Regions from separate parts of the Mus musculus genome. Here region 2 is linked to region 1. The links are chromatin contacts, called in public Hi-C maps. All regions are on one chromosome and are shown on one strand. Each heading gives the region's core, a stretch centred on a gene start, on an enhancer-like site or on the middle of the called end of the contact. The rest is flanking DNA. Distances are from core to core; before and after follow the strand shown. Region 1 overlaps Bicc1 (BicC family RNA binding protein 1). Region 2 overlaps Bicc1 (BicC family RNA binding protein 1).

Region 1 (3,216 bases), core at 286-2,785:
TACATTTGATCATTTAGTTCCCAAATAAAAGACACAAAACCTTTACAATAAATTTTAATAGCACTAGATCTGGGCAGATATCAGCCCTCTCTGCTATTTTGTCTACTTCCCTGTCAATAACCCTGAGGTATGTTCTGCCTGGATCGCTCCTACTCCAACTGGCCAGGCTTCATGGCCATACTCTCATGATCCACCAACCCCATGGCACCTTCTTCCTTCTCCTCCCCCCTCCTGGTCTCTGCCTTAGACCCTCTGATGGTGTGTATATGCTTGGCCCAGAGAGTGGCACTACTAGAAGTTGTAGCACTGTTGGAGTGGGTGTGGCCTTGTTGAAGTAGGAGTGTCACTGTGGGAGTGGACTTTAAGACCCTCATCCTAGCTGCCTGGAAGTCAGTCTTCTAGCCTTAAGATGAAGATGTAGAACTCAGCTCCTCCTACGCCATGCCTCCCTGGATGCTGCCATGCTCCTGCCATGATGATAATGGACTGAACCTCTGAACCTGTAAGCCAGCCCCAATAAAACATTGTCCTTATAAGAGTTGCCTTGGTCATGGTGTCTGTTCACAGCAGCAAAACCCTAAGACAGACCCCAAGCCCAAGAAAGGAAGGCCTGCCTACCTCTCTTCTGTTAACCAATCACAGATAACTTGGGGGCAAGGTTTACACAACAAAAGCTGGTATATGTGTGAGGAGATCTCTCTCTCTCTCTCAGATTTATTTATTATATACATGTGAATGCACTGTCACTGTCTTCAGACACAACAGAAGAGGGTATTAGATACCATTACAGATGGTTGTGAGCCACCATGTGGTTGTGGGATTTGAACTCAGGACCTCTGGAAGAGCAGTCAGTGCTCTTAGCTGCGGAGCCATCTCTCCAGCCCCATGTGTGAGGATCTCTTCTTCTTGAGGAAATTAAACCTTGGGATATAGAATCTAGCCTTATAATACATAACAACAAACCAAACCTCAGAACACATAGTCATAGCTCTCTCTGACTCTGTCTCTGTCTCTCTGTCTCTGTCTCTCTCTCTCTCTGTCTCTCTGTCTCTCTCCATTAAGTTGCTGTCAGGAGCTTTGGTGATCCGGGTCAGACTGCTTAGTTTCCTTACAAATCTACATTGCTTTACTGTATTTCTAAGACCCCTACTAAAAGTTATTTTTATTATTTTTAATTATGTGTATGTGGTGTGTGCCTGGCGTGGAGGAGGGACTGCACTCCCCTGGGGCTGGGCTTATGCATGGTTTGGAGTCTCTGACACACAGGTGCAGAAGCCTAGGGTCCCTTGCAGGGGCCACCCAGGCGTTTCACCTCTGAACCATATAATGTTCTTAAACTAACCTAAACTAACCCGATATCTTTATTTTGCAGTTTTGCGCTGTCTTGTTGTATGTAGTTTATCTAACCTCTAAGGCATTTCCAAGAACCCTAATGCTAATGTGCTGGCACGGCGCCCTCTGCCCCAGCAGAGGGCGGGAGAGCAGCCCAGAGATCTTGGCGTGGATCAACAGCTGGTGTGGATCAGCAGCTGGCTTCCCAGGCCACAGCTTGGCCTCCTCTTCTGCCTTATTCACTAATGTGTGATTCGGTATCAAAGTAGATGGAAAACAGAGCTCGCCCGGCTGGTATTTCCCTAATAACGTGCTTTGTAAGACACAAAACAAACGCATTGCGTCTCATATGCTGACGGGATTTGGCTTCAAACTTTCCTTGAACAGAGTCACAGCTGAGATATCACTGACACGACCCCGTCCGTCCCCCGGGTCTAGATTTGATTGCATTTCCTTTAGGTTGGCAAATGACTCTGGGGATCAGCAGAGGTGAATTCAACATGAGGGCGACCAGCGGCTGCTCATACTTACTGTGGAACAATTAAGTTTCTCTCTGGACACCTCAGAGATAGACTTGAACTTTAGTTAGGGTTTTTATTGCTGTGATAAAATCGCCACGGACCAACAGCAACTGGAGATGTTTATTCTAGCGTATAGGTTTAAGTTCATCACCGAGGGAAGTTGGGGCAGGAACCTGAGGCAGGAGCTGATGCAGAGGCCAGGGAGGGGTGCTGCTTACAGGCTTGTTCCTCATGGTTTGCTCCGCCTGCATTTTTAAAGCTTATAGTACCACCAGTCTAGGGGGTGGCACTGCCCACACTGATCGGATTCTCCCAGCCCAGAGGTGGTACCGCCCACAATGAGCTGGCTCCTCCCAGCCCAGGGTGACACCGCCCACAGTGTGCTGGCTCCTCCCATGTCAATCATTTTCAAGAAAATGTACTATAGGTTAGCCTATAGGCTGATCTTATAGAGGCCTTTTCTCAAATTGAGGTTCCTCTCCTCTCAGATCGCTCCAGCTTGTATCAAGCTGACAAACAACCAGGCAGGACATTTGCTTTTTTAAAATAAAAGCTTTACATAGGCTGAGGTAGCAACATCTCACTTTTGTCAAAAAGATAGAAAACCTGAGCTGACTGATGAGCCCTGACTACAGATGATTTTTAGAATAGAATAGGAACAGAGTAGTACAGAGCCTAGAGCCCGTGAAGGAAGGTTCTTTCCCAACAGGTACCCCAATAAACTGAGTCAGGATAAGTGACCTCTTAACATGATGTTCAGGGTAAGGCGTGGTCCTCCGTGCCTGCCTTGGTTTAAAACAGAAAAGAAAGGTTACCACCTCAATAGCCAACAGGAGAGCAAAGGCTGTCTAGAATCAGATATATTTAAATTCAAAACCCTAGTTTGCATGGGAATAATGATCCCACACTGGGTGGGTACCCATCTGTCTGAACCCAACAGAGCCCAACATCAAGGTCCTATCAAGGTAGTCTTTGGAAGGATGATGCTCAAACTCTGAGAAAGAACCATTTGTGACACCCAGGTGACACCAGGAAGTCAAAAGAGAAAGCATCAGGAAATGGCCTTGGGACGTTTTAACTCAATTGCTCAGCTCTGCTTAGAAACAGCTATCCCTGTCACTGGAGCTTTGAGAAGGCTTTAGCTTTTAAAAAAAGGAAAGGGTGAGAGGTACATCCAACCAAGATGGCGCCCAGAGGTCCTTCTTCAGTTGGATAGAAGGAGCAATGAGCCTTGGGAGACACAAAGGTAGTTCGAGAGGGGGTCAGGCCTTTTGTGGGTGAAACACTAATTTCTCAACATGGTGACTAAGATTTGGAAATATAAAGATACCAGTCCATCATCATGCTCTCCACCGGCCTCCAG
Region 2 (3,216 bases), core at 243-2,742, 150 kb after region 1:
TTGCCCTAGGTTTTCTGGGACAAACTTCACATCCAATCTGTTTCTAATTCTTTCCCCCATCGACCACAAAAATGTTCCCTATATGTCAACATTTTTGTGTCCAAATACGTCTCCCGATCCGAGTGGCACACACAAAAACATCTTAAACTGTCTCCCTGTTGCGGTGCCTGTAATTATTCTCCAAGTGTTTCAGCATGGCTCCTGTGACCGACACACGTGATGGTTAGGGTTAATCTTCACCTCTCTCAGGAAAGGCATGTTCTTCAGCTGAGCCTGGCCCTAGAGGGCTCCCTTAGCATTGAGAGCCCTCCACCCTGTTTGCTATGCACAGTTAATAAAAAAATCTGTATTCTTCTTTATCTCAGAAAAACATTGGATGTTTTCTTTTCTTTCCTTTTCATTTTTTTCTTTCATTTATTTAAATTTTTTGGCATTTATATGTGTGTGCATATCACTAGTGCCACAGCATGTGTGTGTGAAGGTCACAGGAGCAAGGTTCTCTTTTTCTCCCACACGGGTTGCCAGGGTTCGAACTCGTATCATAAGGCTTGGCTACAGGCACTTTTACCTACTACGCCATATTGCAGGCCCACCATGCAGGTTTTCTTAATCAGCAAGATAGATAAATACATGAAATACTGATAGGAAAATATAGGTTGGTTGCAAAGACTGCCCAGCCGCTCTGCTCGTATTGGATGAGGCCTTTGAACTGACGAAAGCCATGTCCCCAAGGTCGTTAGAAAGGATCCCCAGCTTAGGCTTTTGAGTCTAAAGGATGACCAAGCTGCTTGAATAATCCCTTTCCCCTTTAAATGAACATTTCATGCCCAGAGCAGTGAGGTGGGGGTCCTTTTCTGGATCATGGAATAGACTGGAAAACGGAATACAGCACGCATGTCTGTAACAAAAGGGGGCCAGGAAAGCAGAGGCCCTTCTGCAAGCCTCAAACAGAAACTGCATCAGGAAGCAGTTCGCCAACACAGGTGCCTACGCCCCTATTTCACGTCTCACCTAAGGCCAGGGCGTCTGTGAGAGCCTCGAAGCCAGGCCCGATATGCATTTGTTTCTGCTTAGGCAGTGTCGATGCTAAATTAGCATTTGGCTTTTGTGACTCCAGGTTAAAATGGGTTCCGGTCTGGGGAACACACGGTTCTGGTTTAGATTTCCCATTTGCACACAACTTCCCTAACCTTTAAGTTCCCTCACGATGTTTGCACAAATTAGGCACCAATTCCAAACCCTGGTGACTCAAATATCTCGTGGCTGGAGAGTTAAAGGAAAGGTAAACACATACAAACCAAACAGGCAACAGCTAGTTATAAGAAGGAAAAGCCCACTCCAAGAAAGTGGTGGATTGAGAGTCGGTGGCTGTCTGTTTGACTATCACCTTAACACCAGGTTCCAGTCCTTGTGGCTGCTCCAGTCCTGGCCTCCAGCCTATCACACTGAAGAGTTCACTACAAGGGCCGGCCAGCCTGGAGAAGCCAAGCCCAAGAGAAAACAGCTAAAGCGCAGAAACACATGCAGGCCTCATGCAACTTGTGTGCACGTCACTGCTTTGAAGCAAGACAGAAGATAACATTAGCCAAAGATAATTTCTCCTACCCCTGGCATCAGAACCGGACACCACGTGTGTTGTTTTTAAAACAAATTCACTGGCAAACGTGCTTGTAGCTCTCTTGAGTAAAAAAAAAAAAAAAACTAAGGAATACCTGCCTCGCCCCTGCTTCCTGCTAGGCGGCCATGTTTGCCTGTTTACAGCTCTCTGTGCTTCATTGGGCAAGCATCTTATATTACAATTCCCAAAGCTATAGTTTTGAAGAGTACTCATAAAAATAAGTATTTCCCCCTCAAACATTCCTGACATTCCATCCCCGCTCCAGCTTGGAGCGTTTGAAATGTTTCAATATTACGACTGGGATACGAGTTCCCGGTGGTGAAGGGGGATTACAGCAAGAGGAAAACAACCCTGCACAGTGAGTTACTGACATTCTAGACTGAGGAACTTCCAGGAAACTGTACAGACAATGTTGAGTCACGCCATCTGTAAGCGACTGTTACTGGATGTATGAACTGTATTCTGCATGTGTGACTCAATTTGAAATTTGAAATGCACACACATGCGCACACACACACACACACACACACACACTGCTTATGAGACAGTTTTAAAACTTCTGATGGAGGCCAAAGGAAAGGCTATGTATATGAGCATGTATTAATATGTTGGTGTTCGTTAGTAGACAGGGTTTAATACATATACATACGTATCTGATGGGGGCAAAGCATAAGGCTAGGTTCTGAGTTTGTATCTCTTATCATCATGTATTTTTAATGAACATACAATCTGCAGGTCTGCTGGAGTTTTGCTAGGCTCACTCACAGTGGTTTCCTAAGCTGAACTATTTGGAGTAAGGAAAAACAAAACTAAACAAAACAAAAACAAACAACACAACAGAGCCCAAACCGAGTACTCTTACGTATAACTAACGGAGAGGTGGAACATCTTGATTGGCACCCAGCCAACGTCTGCCCTGAGAATGCAGAAGGTAGTGGAGCTAGGGTGGGCGAGGCAGCCTCAATACTCTTCACTTCCAATCCAAGGTGAAGGCTCCAGCAGCCTGCGGCTGTGGGGAGACCTTTTCCATTCTCAGAGAGCCTGACATTTGCCTGTTATTTGTACAAACGGGATGGTTTACTCATGGTTCTTAGTTCCCCTCTTCTGATAATCCTTCGTGGATAGAAGGTGGGGGCCGGTGACAGAGGCATGAGCAAAGGAAAGAGAGTGCGAAGTCCAAGACAAACAGCTAACACAAAACAGCTAACATGCACAGCGACTCTTCCCCAGGACAGCCCGGCTTGGTTCTCAGCACTCAAGTAGGCGGCTGCACACATGCCTCTCCTCCATGATTCTCTGGCTGGTCAGAAAACCCTCTTCCTTTCCCTCCATCGCTGCCAGGAGAATCTTCAACTTCATCTTGAAGGTGAAGCAACAACACATTGGAATGTTAAAAATAATGCTCCATTATACAGTTATCTTTAGAGCGCTGTGGGACAGATCTGAACCAGACTTCAGTGCGACCTCACACTCTAGTGTGACCTCTGCCCTGGAAGCAGTAACTCCAGGGGCTGCCTTGAGAGTTCTAGCAATAGTCAAGGGACTCCCTGAGGTCAGCAAGGGACAGAATGACATGACCAGGGACCTCATTCCAGACT

What was found. Hi-C and Micro-C count contacts between places; a contact is called where the count stands out from the background.
Region 2: a Hi-C map of muscle stem cells shows a contact between it and region 1, with 2.0 times the contacts expected there. The contact joins two enhancer-like sites. A contact is called at or near these places in 3 of 484 Hi-C or Micro-C datasets (adipose-derived mesenchymal stem cells, muscle stem cells and uterus) and 2 of 115 datasets of contacts at active chromatin or transcription factors (extraembryonic endoderm stem cells and fibro-adipogenic progenitors).

The regions. Positions count from the first base shown.
Region 1 is chr10:70,965,601-70,968,816 of GRCm38.p6, forward strand. All of the region lies in intron 3 of Bicc1 (BicC family RNA binding protein 1), which reads right to left. Among named protein-coding and RNA genes, the nearest start is that of Gm24486, 85 kb to the left of the region's middle. Within about 2 kb of position 1,536, at least 24 of the 459 cell types and tissues checked have an H3K27ac peak or open chromatin away from gene starts, as enhancers often do. A contact at or near this core is called in muscle stem cells and uterus, where this site is marked.
Region 2 is chr10:71,117,744-71,120,959 of GRCm38.p6, forward strand. All of the region lies in intron 1 of Bicc1 (BicC family RNA binding protein 1), which reads right to left. Among named protein-coding and RNA genes, the nearest start is that of Bicc1, 40 kb to the right of the region's middle. Within about 2 kb of position 1,493, at least 67 of the 459 cell types and tissues checked have an H3K27ac peak or open chromatin away from gene starts, as enhancers often do. A contact at or near this core is called in muscle stem cells and uterus, where this site is marked.